2 separate regions of the Cyprinus carpio genome follow, and region 2 is linked to region 1. A link is a contact called in public Hi-C data. All regions are on one chromosome and are shown on one strand. The core of a region is the stretch at or near the end of the contact, and the rest is flanking DNA. Distances in the headings are between cores, read along the strand shown.

Region 1 (6,194 bases), core at 2,569-5,068:
TTTCTTAACCTCATGCCATTCAAGATGTAGAAAAGTTTGTTTCTTCATCAGAACATATTTGGAGAAATTTAGCATTACATCACTTGCTCACCAATGGATCCTCTGCAGTGAATGGGTGCCATCAGAATGAGAATCCATAGATAGTATTATACAGATTTAACTGGGTTAACTTCGGGTCAGATGAAACTGTCTATATTAGAAGGAAATGGAGACATGTCATCCATCTTTTTTACAGTCTATGGTCTGTGTGTGTATTTAGAGCCAGCATTAACTTGCCCAGCTCTAAAAATAATGTTTTCATTTAAAAAAAAAAAAAAATTATCTTCTAACAGTATAGGGTGGCAATCCAGTGCATAATGATTTGCTTTTGCAAAATTAACAATGTCTTCTCCTTTTTTGGATTTCAGACATCATGGATGTAAGTACAGTTTTTTTATCACCTTAGTAATTCTGTTTATCTAATGTAGCACAACAAATATCATGTAATAATTTCCATTATACTCCGTTTCAGCTTTCAGATGCCCTTGACTTCTCACAGCAAAATAATCAGCAGGCAGGAGGCCCAGTATGGCCCGGCCAACCAGCCAACCCCACCTGGCCTGGTCAGCCTGCTAACCCCACCTGGCCTGGTCAGCCTGCTAACCCCACCTGGCCTGGACAGCCTGCTAACCCCACCTGGCCTGGACAGCCAAACCAACCAGCATGGCCTGGACAGCCTGGACAGCCTGGGCAGCCTACAGCTCCTGGGTGGCCTGGACCTGCACCACCAACCGGCCCTTATGGTGCTCCTGGCCAAGCTCCAAGAGCACTAGTAAGATGTTTTCACTCTTCTTGGAATTTTACAACCATCATATTATTTGTTTTGTAGAATACAGTTTAAATACCCAGGGCTGGTGAACCTCCACATTTTTTGAATCTTGTTAAGTGAACGTTCTGTGGTTCTTCGTTTATGCCCTTTTACCATGCATTTACATTTTGTTTTGAAACTGTGCCATTTGACCTGCCGCTACAAAGTGGGATCTATAACAAGATGCTCATCACCATCGTTGGAGAGGTCAAACCTAACGCTAAACAGTAAGAACGACATCAACACAATAAACAACAGTTTAGCAATCATCCGTCATTAACCATATAGTACATCCACTTATTAATATTTAGGCCTAAATTTAAGATTCATGTTTTGAATTGCAAATGAAATTTCATCCATTTGGATTACACAGTTTTACATAAACTAATAAACCTGTGATGCATATATGCCATACAAAAATGAAACGGGTACGATTTCTGCACTGGTTCATTATTAACTATTTGCATCTATTTGATTTTATTTAAATAGTTTTTCGAAATGCTTTTATTCAGCATAAATTGTTCTGAATGATTACTGATACTATTATTAGTTCTAATAAAACAAAAAATTATTAGTAGTACTAATACAGAAATCAAACTTGTTTATGTGTGACTGACAAATATGCATCACACTTAAGTTTATTAATTTGTTTATGTTAAAACTGTAATCTACATGAATGAAAATTTTATATGCAGTTTAAATACATAGTTTAAATTTAGGCCTAAATATTTTTTTTATAAGTTTTATTTACATGATAATGTGCATAATAAATTGTGTTGTGTTGATACATTTTGGTAAGATTACAAAGACCAACATTTTGCTTGTAAATAATGTGCACCGATGAATTGTTTTCAGTGAGATTAAGAACTAGTGTTAAAAAAAGTTAAATTAAGAAATTACACGTGGCCAATTTTGATTTCATTGTTATCATATAACAATTATCACAAGCTTCTTATTTGTGATGTCGCCTTTATTTTTTTTATGTATTCTTATATTTTCTCTTCCAATTAGTTTCACAGTTAATTTGAACAGAGGCAACGACATTGCGTTTCATCTAAACCCTCGCTTCAATGAAGACGGAAGGCAAGTGATTGTACGAAACAGCTTGATTGGAAACCAGTGGGGCAAAGAAGAGCGCGAGCTCCCCTTCTTCCCTTTTGTCCAAGGAAAGCCTTTTGAGGTGAGCATGGCACCGAACAATTTTATTTCTTTTTCATCTCCGTGAATTTATTTAGATTAAACAAACATCTTAAATATTTACTGTCTGGCCCTCATTGTGTTTAAAGACATTAGAGAATGTCTAAGATATCAGATAACTGGATGTCAGTGTGTAAAAGCAGAAAAAGACGTCCTGAAATAACATCACTAAAAATACTGCAACAAAACTCTTTTTTAAGGTTATGCATTTGTCTCTTGCCATGTTTGTTCGAAACTATGCTCTGCTCCATGCTTGTTCAATTGCAACTGATTAAATTTGTTTTTAATTCCAGCTGAAGATCTTATGCACTGACACTGAATTCAAAGTGGCTGCGAACAAATCGCACCTTCTGGAATTCAAACATCGGATCCGTGATCTCAACCAGATCAGAGCTCTTAGTATCTTCAGTGATGTCACCCTCAGCTCTGTAAATGTGGAGACACTGCAGTGAAATCATACTGCAGATTCTGTCATAGACAAGTCTTTTAACAATGATATGTGATGATCTATTCAACCACATGGGCAAATAATTTTACCTCCAGTAATCATCTTTTTTTAAAACACTGTGTGTCAGTAAGAGTTTATATTTCCTACAGATGTCAATGCTGTAATTCTGTACCTCTAGGTGGGCCTGTTACTATCCAGGAAGGGTTAGATTGTGATAAGGGTCAGTGAGAAATATGAAGTACCACTGATTATACACTTGCAAAGTCTGCTACAATTATGAAGCTACACAGAATAATGGTGGTGGTCATAGTAGGGAATCTGATATTGGCCAATCAAGAATAGTGCGTAATTAATATGAAATTAGAACTGGAATAAAATAGGATTCTATGATTTGTAACCAGTGCCAAAAGATGATTCTTCTTGGTTTAATGATCCCATGATTGAAGAAACAAACATATGTAAACACTGAGTTGTGTGCATGTAATTACAATCCTCTGTGAGACCTGTGTATTACACTTTTACTGCCAGCTCCTAATATAAATAAAATAACAGCAGCGTAAACTGAAGTCAAGGCAGTGTTACATTTTTAATCATGGAAACAGTCTGTCAGAGACGCCCTGACAGAAATCTAATAGGACTGACCTCAATTATGCAGAGGTCTATTTGTGCCTAAAGCACCTGATGACTCTTCAAAGTGTTGAACCCTGAACCCTGAAACCTCCAGCATTGTATAACTAATGTGCACAAATTTCAAGAATGTTCCTTTGTGTCATGATTTTACATTTTAAATGCTATATTAACCCATTTATATTATATAACATATATGTAGTGTATTTTCTGGTTTAAACTTATGTTCTATCAGAAAATGTGTGCGATTCCTCAAATATGGTATCCTTATCTGTCCAATAGGGTGATTTTAATGATTTTTGTGATTCAATGATAGTTTGCTATAGATTTGTATTGTTTAATAACTTATAGAAACGGAAGCCCAAAACAATGCAATAAATAAACAAACAAATAAATAGCCGCTATATATATATATATATATATATATATATATATATATATATATATATATATATATATATATATATATATATATATATCTGTGACCCTGGACCAAAAAAAAACAGTTATAAGTAGCAGATATATTTTTAGCAGTAGCCAACAATACATTGTATGGGTCAAAATGATCGATTTTTCTTTTATGACGAAAATCATTAGGATATGATATATATATATAAACGGTGCTCTATGTTTTTCTCAACTGGGTGGATTCATGCATGCTCGCGCGCGTCTTTATGCGTGTGCTCGCAATAAATGAGGCAGTGCCCGCTGCGCGCTCATCTGATCTGATCACACACGCGCGCGCAGAAATGAAGCGTTGAGTCCTGAAGGACGCACGACTTAAAAATTATGACAAGATGAGATGAATTCACCCCAGTAAATATACAAGCCGATGAAGAGTTTCCCCTTTCAGCAAGCCAGTTCACCTCTCCGTTTCGACTTTTATTCTATTTTTGCTCAGGTCAGTTTTTAATCTTCTATTTCCTTATGTTTGGCTCATTACTCCTACGTGTCAGTCATAAATACCTTTATATGTGACGTTAACTGAGTTTCAATGGCTTTAACTTGCATCTAAAGTAATGAAAATGTAGCATTTATTCTGTGTTTTTTTCCTGTTGACTCGGTTTGGCATATGCTGAGCGGAACTAGCATTAAAACACCCCCAAAACAGGACCTAACCTTACATTTTATAGACTCTAAATTGCATATTTTGGTTGATTTATTGATTATGCATGCGTATTTAAGTGCATATAACCGTTTAAGGACACTTATTTTTCTCTTCTTTAAAGAGCAGATGTATGTAATGGCGTTTCTGTCAGTTAGCTTTAGTGCTAATGAGGTTAGACACCTCTATATTGCATTTATTATTTTGAGGGTGTTTTTTTATTTTATTTATCTAACTATATCTAACTATATTTGTATATTTTCAGTGACGTCTTTTTAAAAGTAAGTGCAAATTACTCATGTTTAACTTGTGGTCCCCAATTAATAACTTTATTGTTGACTTTTATTTTTTTTGGTGCAATGTCCTTTTCCTGTTTTCTGTTATTTTATATTTATTTTTTATTTTCATTTAAGTTTCAGGTTTGTTTTTATTCTTTTAAGAAAGTGTGCCTTACATTGTAAAGAGTTTAAAGCAACTTCAGATATACAGAGCTGTAATGGTTCAAGGTAAATAGTTTTTTTCATTCAGTCACATTTCAAAAGCCTTTCTGGCTCTTGAAGTCTTTCAGATAACATAAAAATGAGAATTTAGGCAAATAATGCTGACTTAGACCCATCATATGCACTATTATTAGAATATGACCACAAATACATGCTGAAATATGTTAGGATTCTGATATCTATAGAGACCATTCTACCTAATTGCTATAATTTAACCCAAACACAGACACATCATGGTGTCCATGTGCATTAGTTGACCTGAGAAAACATGGTGAGTTGTTGGGGGTGAGTGAGACACTAAAGCGGCAAAGAACGTATAATGTTTAACTTCTTGATTACACTTATGAACTTTGTCCCTGCCAAAGGTGTTGATGCCAGCACCTCAGTCTCAGCAGATGCAGAAATAATTGCACCAAGTTTGACAATAGATTAAGTATATTAATTTTCTTATTTATTTTGTTGATTGTCTAAATTAAAAGTTACAAGTATTTTATTTAGTTCTTTTGTTATAGGCATTTGTTGGTTGTCAAGACATGTGGTTATTAGACACTTATCTATACCAAAATCATTCATACAAAAATAATCCCTTTTTTTTTTTTTTTTTTTTTTTTTTTTTTTTTTTTTTTTTGTGTAGTCTGTGCAAGTTTTCCTTCCTGAAGTCAAGCTTGCAGTCAAATTTTGATCTGAAGCCTAGCTTGTTTTTAACAGGTCAGTTGTTACCAACAGTGGGCTGATCCGCAAACCTTGTTTTTCCGTAATGGGGGAGGTGGAATGAGCATTTTGAAGCTCTACAGTTTTGATAATTTTAGATCAGGAGTGCAAAGAGTGGCTTTTATCTTTGCTGGTCAGCTGTTATGTGGCACGTCAAAACCAGGCCATGCATCCCGTTAAAGATGTGATAAATGTCCTCTTACATATTTGTCAAATGGTGATGTGGTGGTGGGGTAGTTTCGTTTGTGGTCGCAGAAATTTTCTGCTGTCCTTTTGTTATCCTCTATGCCATGTTTACTCAAATTCATTTGCTTTTACTTTTTCAGGTTGTTTTATTTTAGGTGGGTCAGTGTAGTCAAGGTGGCACATTGTTTGCTGGAAGGTCTTTAAATCTAGATTTCAGTCATATCTTTGTGAACAGCTGTAGAGCTGCAGAACATGTGTAAAGCTGTTTTAAAGCAAACGTACATTTTTGCGATACACAACCCGGAAAGTTCAACACCAAGCTGACCAGTAAATGACTCTTAGATGAGTTAGTGTGATACAGAGGCATACCATAATTGTATAGTGATTACATACAAATTAAGTTTTTGGTGTTTGGACAAGTTATTTTAGTTACGCCACAGAAATCTAGCATATAGTCTTGGACCATTTCTAATGAGTAGTTGAAACAATTCCTCTTATCAGTCCAATCAAGAGGTTGGTTTATTTGGCAGGCATTTTAAGTTTATTTGGCAAGCGAAAGTATTGATTTAAGCA
Region 2 (6,194 bases), core at 1,582-4,081, 180 kb before region 1:
GAATGAGAATTTTGTCGGGTCGTCTTGAACCCTTGAATGTGACGTCACAATTTGGGTAACTACTGTGCAGTAAACCGCATCTTCCCCCGTTTTGTACCTCCATTTGGGCCCGAAGCTCCCCTGATGGAACACCAGAAATCGGTGACCTGCTTTTTCCTCCCCATTCTTGATTATTTTACATCGTCTGGTACTTTATAATTGAATCCTTAATTCTCATTTTCATTTTGAGTTCTTGACCAATTGAATAAATGAGTTGCTACTCACACGAGTTTAAGCCCAGGGGTTTCTTACTGATTGTTCCTTTTGTAAATAGATCTTTCAAAAACCATGTATTTGAAAAATACATTTTACACACACTGTACAAATGATTTATTATTTTTTAAACCGTACATCTTTGTATATTGATTTTCCTTTTCTATGTCAAGTTGGTAGAAGCATTAGCACATCTTTAGACTGTGTGTGTATATACTCAACCATTTAGGAACCTAAACCCAAGCTGTCTAGAGTGATGACCCATAAGTCTATGTTGAACATTTTATGCTGTAGGCATCGATTAATTCACTGCAATGATGAAATTGTGAAAACTCGCTTCCCTGTGACTTCAGTTTATTTACAGATTCCTGGATGAAGAAATGAAGGCATTAGGTTCCTGAGCAAAGCCATTGTATCTTTATGTAAAATAAGAAGAGGTCTTCTCATTTCTAATAAAGTTTTGAAATATTCAGAAATATTCTTGTTTCTTTGTCTTTATTAACTGGGTAAAAACTCACAAAAGACAGAGAAAAATGCATTCTTGTTTTGTTTTGTTTTTTTAGGACAAAATAATGGACATCATTAGAATTTTCCTTCAAATTTAAATTCCACTATTTTATTACAAGATTAAATCCATATGTCTTGATGGGAATCTGAACAAAAACTACCACGATGTGGAAATACTTCACATTTAATTTTCAGTTCACTCAAGTTTCATTGATATGTCACAATGCAAAATTGCAATAACGGCAAAGGATTTAAAAAGGGGCAAAAATCTATTTATTTTGGACTGAATTACCACTCATATGGCCATGTTTTCTGAAATTCATCTAGCCAGTCAATACCAATAAAATCTACGCACAACTTACACTTGTTAAAGGAATTGATAAGTTTAATAATAAAAAGATTCAATAATTTGCTGAAAATTTACTCGCCCTCAGGCCATCCCAAAATGCAGATCAGTTTGTTTCTTGGGAACCGGTTTGAAGTAATTAAGTAAATTAAAGTAAATTGCTCCCCAATGGCAGTGAATGGGTGCCGTCAGAATGAGAGTCCAAACAGCTGATTAAAACATCACAATAATCCACAAGTTATCCACATGACTCCAGTCCATCAATTAATATCTTGTGAAGTGAAAAGCTGTTTGTAAGAAGCAAATCCATCATTAAGATGTCTTTAACTTAAAACCATTGCTTTCTACAGTCACAAAGTAATCTTGTCTGAATCGATTGATGTGAGAAGACAACAGGGCATAGATTTATGGATTAAGGACTGATATGTGAAAATTTCAAAGTTAAAACAATTTGATGGATTTATTAAAAACGCAGCTTTTCACATCACAAGATTGGTGTCTTGTGGATTACTGTGATGTTTTTATCAGCTGTTTGGACTCTCATTCTGACGGCACCCATTCACTGCAGAGGATCCCACTGGTGAGCAATTGATGGAATGATGAATTTCTCCAAATCCGTTCCCGTGAGGAAACAAACTTATCTACATCTTTAATTTTTGGGTGAACTATTCCTTTTAATCTCATTAGCTAAATTATACATGAGACTGAATATTAGAGTTGACTAATATTTTATTTTGGAGCACATTAACATAAAAACAGTCAAGATCTTTCGTGTTTTAGGGAAGACCAGCATAATGGTCAAAACGAGAGTGTCTGTCCTTTGGGAAACTAAAATTTCCGACGATCCAGTTAGAGGACTTCTCACAGTATTCGCAGTGCCTGCGTCCTCTGCCATGCCGCTCTGCTCCATGCTGGAATAGAGAGACCCTGGCGAAACAGTCTGGAGTTCAGTCCAGCAGCAGATGATTATCGTGGCTGTCCTAATAAACCGGCTTTAGCAGCCAACGCTTCATTCTGCTGGATGTGATATTCCTGAAAGCGCATGGAGATCCTCTGCGTCATCTTCAGATACTTCTGTAAGCAGCTCTCAGAACATGAAGTCTGGAAACACAAGTTACAATTTAAATCAAGTTAACTGACTCATTTTGTTTTAAATGATCTGTTTATCCTCTTGCAGAAATAGAAGCATAAACAACATAATCGCACACCTCTTCTGGCTTGACCTCTCTTGTGGTGAAATCTTTCACACAATCCATGAAGCAGTTTTCTGTCAGTTTATTGTAGGTTCCCAGAAATTCTTTGAACTGTCAAATACAAAGATGGACAGTTAAATAGCTACTTAATCATTTCAAAACTATAAATGTCTTAGGTTCTTACCTGTTTGATCTGGTCTGATTCAGTGACCTGAGCTGCCATTGTTTTGATTGACACTGCGGAGGCTGCTAAATAAATACATGTTCTTTTCTAACAGAGGCCTTGAAATGATATCAGTGTAATGATGAGTGGCTACATTAGACATTAGCATTATATCACATGTACATTTATAACACTAAATATGCGAAACATGCCTTCCAAAAATAAATATATTAATAAGCGTTTTATAATAAATAAGATACAGACAATACATATAACAAGAAGCAAAGCGCGTTTAAAAAAAAAACCCAAAACAAACAAATAAAAAATAAAAAAACATTAAATATTTTACCTTTGCTGTCAGAGCCAGAATAAGAGCCCTTATGAAATAAAAAATAAAATCGCGTATTATACTATGATTTAAAAAAAAGTGAAAAAAACAAAAAAAATTATATTTGTATTTTTATGTAATATATTATTACATATTAATATTTTTTGAAATTTTATTGAAATGCTTTATTAGCATCTTATTTTAACATAAAAATATTAAATATAGTTAAACAGTTTTTTTTTTTTACATTCTCAGTCCTTTTATGATTACTTGTGCTACAGCATAAAAATGCAAAATCAAAATCTTCTGGAATTTCTCACTTATTATTTATTTATTATTTAAAAAAATAGGGATAAAGGATATTATTAATTAATTTATTTTTAAACACAAACATTTATTTCTTATGTTTACCAGATCAAATAAATTCTACTGAGGACCAAATCCGGGCAGCAGTGTCACGATTGAAACGCAGGGAACTTTTATTTTGAAAATCTCGCGATCATGTCGTTGTTTCCAGGATCACAGTTGTGAAGTTTTGTTGTCAGCAACAACCGACGCTGAGAAAATAACTGGATTTACATCAGAAATGAGCTGAAAGAAAACATCCTTTGAATATCACATTAAAATACTACGAAATGAAGTCGGGATTTACTGTGATAACAGAAATGAGAGGCTGAACCAACCTGCTGCTTTTAAAAATCACCTGCGGCGGGAAATTCAAAAGCAGTACTGACAACAACACATCTGTGGATATCTCAGGAAATAAAGGCAATAATCGTTATGTTGACGTCATGTTCACGGTAAGACTGTTAGAAACGCCTGAAAATGATCAAAGCCTTTGACAGCTAACCACTGGGCCTGTACATTGTTGTTATCAACTGTTTAAAGACTGACATCAGTGAAAACAGCTGTCTTATTACTGATATAATAGTGGAAATGGACCCTTGTTGTGTGTCTGTGGTCAATAACACGAACTTAAACGACTCTACATCCAGTTCTGATGCAGCAGATGTGTTAATTCGTTCGACCAGAGCTGCTTTGGCTGCCAGCAGAGAGGAAATACAGCATGAGAGTCGTAATCAAGTTAATATTTACATTAGGAGACTGTCAGACTCTGAAGATGTTCACTCTGTGAATGAGAGAGAAACCCCACCCGTCCACCGTGTGAATAATCCTTCAGCTTCAGACACAGGTAACACTAGTAGATTGAGTGTGGTTAGATTGTGACATACATTTAAGGATCAAAAGAATCAATTATTTTTTATCTGAATTCAGTTGAGCCCCATGAACAACATCCCTCTGGATCATCAAGTCAGTTTGCTGGCATTTTTGACAAAGTGAGTTGTGTTTTTTCCTTCCTACAGTTATATTTGGGTTGTTTATAAGCAATTTAAACTTGCTGAAGTTGATTACATCATTAAAAACTAAAAGTAAAGTTCCAACTACAATCATAGGCCTTCAGGAAAGAGAAAAGTAAAGTTCCAACTACAATCATGGAGATAGCAAACTCAAAGTCGAAAGGTATGATTTCTATTCTATTCTATTCTGTTCTATTGTTGTTCAGTTATACTGGTATTATATTCAAAGATAAGAAGATCAAAAACTAAAATCATGAAGACTAAAAACGTTAAGTCAGACATTGTTATTTTGTTTTGAGCTATATTGGTATTATATATAAAGTATAGCTTAAATGAAATCATGCAGACAGAAAACTTAGTCAAAAGATATGAATTTATATAATTGCATTATGATGTTTTGAATTGTATTCTATTGAATCATATTGGTATATTTTTGAATGTCACTAATGTGAAACTAATTGAAATTTCTGAACACCGCAGGTGAAGACGTGCAAATCTCTACATACTCTGCTGATGGGAGAGGAGCAGTTTCTGCAGCCCTCAAGAAAAGGTAATGCCTGATTTCATTCACTCACTTGTATGATCAAAAATGATTATTTTGTACACATGAATATTTCACTGTTTCTCAGATCCCAAAGTGTCCCTTTAAGACGTAATGTGACGGTACAAGTGTTGGACCAAGACAGATCCCAGACTCCAAGAGGCCAGTCAGAACCTGCTTTTCCATCAGGAGACCCTGGGACTTCTGCAAATGTGGCAGCCATAACAGCTGCTACTATTGCCGCCACAGCACCACTTATCAAGGTAGACATTATTAGTTTCATATAGCATTATAATATCGTAACATTCTTATAGCAATACAGTATTATAGCATTGACTTTAAACGGTCTTTGTTTGGCCCATCAGGCTCAGAGTGAGATGGAGGCTCAGATCGCACTGGTAACAGCTGAGCTGAGGAGGCTGCAGGCAGCAGAGTCCAGTGTCCAGCCGGAGAGAACTGAGAACAGTTCTGTTGGGAGAGCAGCCCACCTGGAGGAACAACTTAACCTTCTGATGCAGCAGAGACTGCAACACCTGGAGACCATCCAATGTCAGCAGATCCAGCTGCAGGTAAAAATGGCAAGACCTCTAAAAAAAAAAAAAAATTAATAATATTAATATAAAAAAAAAAAAAAAAAATTATTATTATTATTATTATTAGTAGTCATTTTATTTAATTTAGTTTTGTTTACTTTTACTTCTGCTTTTATTTTGTATTCTTTTTTGTTATTGTTTTTATTTGTTTTGTTTTGTTTTTGTTTATTTCATTTTGTATAATTTTGCTTTGGTTTTTGTTGAGTTTTATTTTTGTTTCATTTAATGTTTTGTTATTTTTCGTTGTTTATTTTTTTCTTTCATTTCATTTTCTTTTCTTTTTGTTTTATTTCTTTTTTATTTTTAGTCTACTTTATGTCAGTCGAGGATTATTACACCAAAACATTCATAATTAAGTTTTCCACCCTTGAACTAAATATATTTGCTACTGTAAATATTCTCCGATATGATAGGCTGATATAGTTCATTCTGTTCATCAGGGTTGCTTAGTACCAAATACTGAACAGATTATGTCTACTTGGCACATTGAGCATTTTTATTTCAAAAAGACTTCAATTGCAGAAATCTGTTTTAAAGAGTCACATGCTGTTGTATTGCGTCTTCGTTTCAGAGACTTGAACAGATTCTGATGAAATATTCATACTATAAAAAGACATTTGTAAAAGTTATTTTGCTAGTGTGAGATCCAGATGCATTTTGAAAGCCTCATGGCCTACAAGACTGAGATCATGTATGGAGGGTGTAAGAATGGTCAATGTGTACTTTGTGTCAGCTCATGTAATGTATATGCCTCTGGGACCTCTGGGCACCTAATTGTGGAAAGCAGAGAGAATAACATGTACAAAAAGTGACCAATACGCTTTTTGGACAGTGACTGATAACAAAACTTGGTAGCTCCGACAGAGACCAATTCAGATGGTTAGCTGGCATCTCTGGCTTGGTTGTTTTATTT

The links. Hi-C and Micro-C count contacts between places; a contact is called where the count stands out from the background.
Region 2: a Hi-C map of skeletal muscle shows a contact between it and region 1, with 2.1 times the contacts expected there. The contact joins the promoter of timm9 here to the promoter of fbxo34 in region 1. A contact is called at or near these places in 2 of 8 Hi-C or Micro-C datasets (both in skeletal muscle).

The regions. Positions count from the first base shown.
Region 1 is chrB17:4,431,145-4,437,338 of ASM1834038v1, reverse strand. fbxo34 (F-box only protein 34) reads left to right here and starts at 3,818. Exons shown (of 3, transcript XM_042743254.1): 1 at 3,818-4,020. lgals3b (galectin-3b) reads left to right here. Exons shown (of 6, transcript XM_042743262.1): 2 at 408-418; 3 at 512-811; 4 at 986-1,074; 5 at 1,859-2,027; 6 at 2,338-3,058. The coding sequence starts at 413. The coding sequence ends at 2,496.
Region 2 is chrB17:4,610,399-4,616,592 of ASM1834038v1, reverse strand. timm9 (mitochondrial import inner membrane translocase subunit Tim9) reads right to left here and starts at 2,831. Exons shown (of 4, transcript XM_042743272.1): 1 at 2,811-2,831; 2 at 2,483-2,580; 3 at 2,314-2,409; 4 at 1,817-2,206. The coding sequence starts at 2,521. The coding sequence ends at 2,072. It overlaps kiaa0586 (protein TALPID3), which reads left to right and starts at 3,240. Exons shown (of 33, transcript XM_042743270.1): 1 at 3,240-3,589; 2 at 3,785-3,981; 3 at 4,065-4,126; 4 at 4,244-4,310; 5 at 4,628-4,697; 6 at 4,777-4,951; 7 at 5,054-5,257. The coding sequence starts at 3,570. It overlaps arid4a (AT-rich interactive domain-containing protein 4A), which reads left to right. Exons shown (of 25, transcript XM_042743274.1): 25 at 1-728.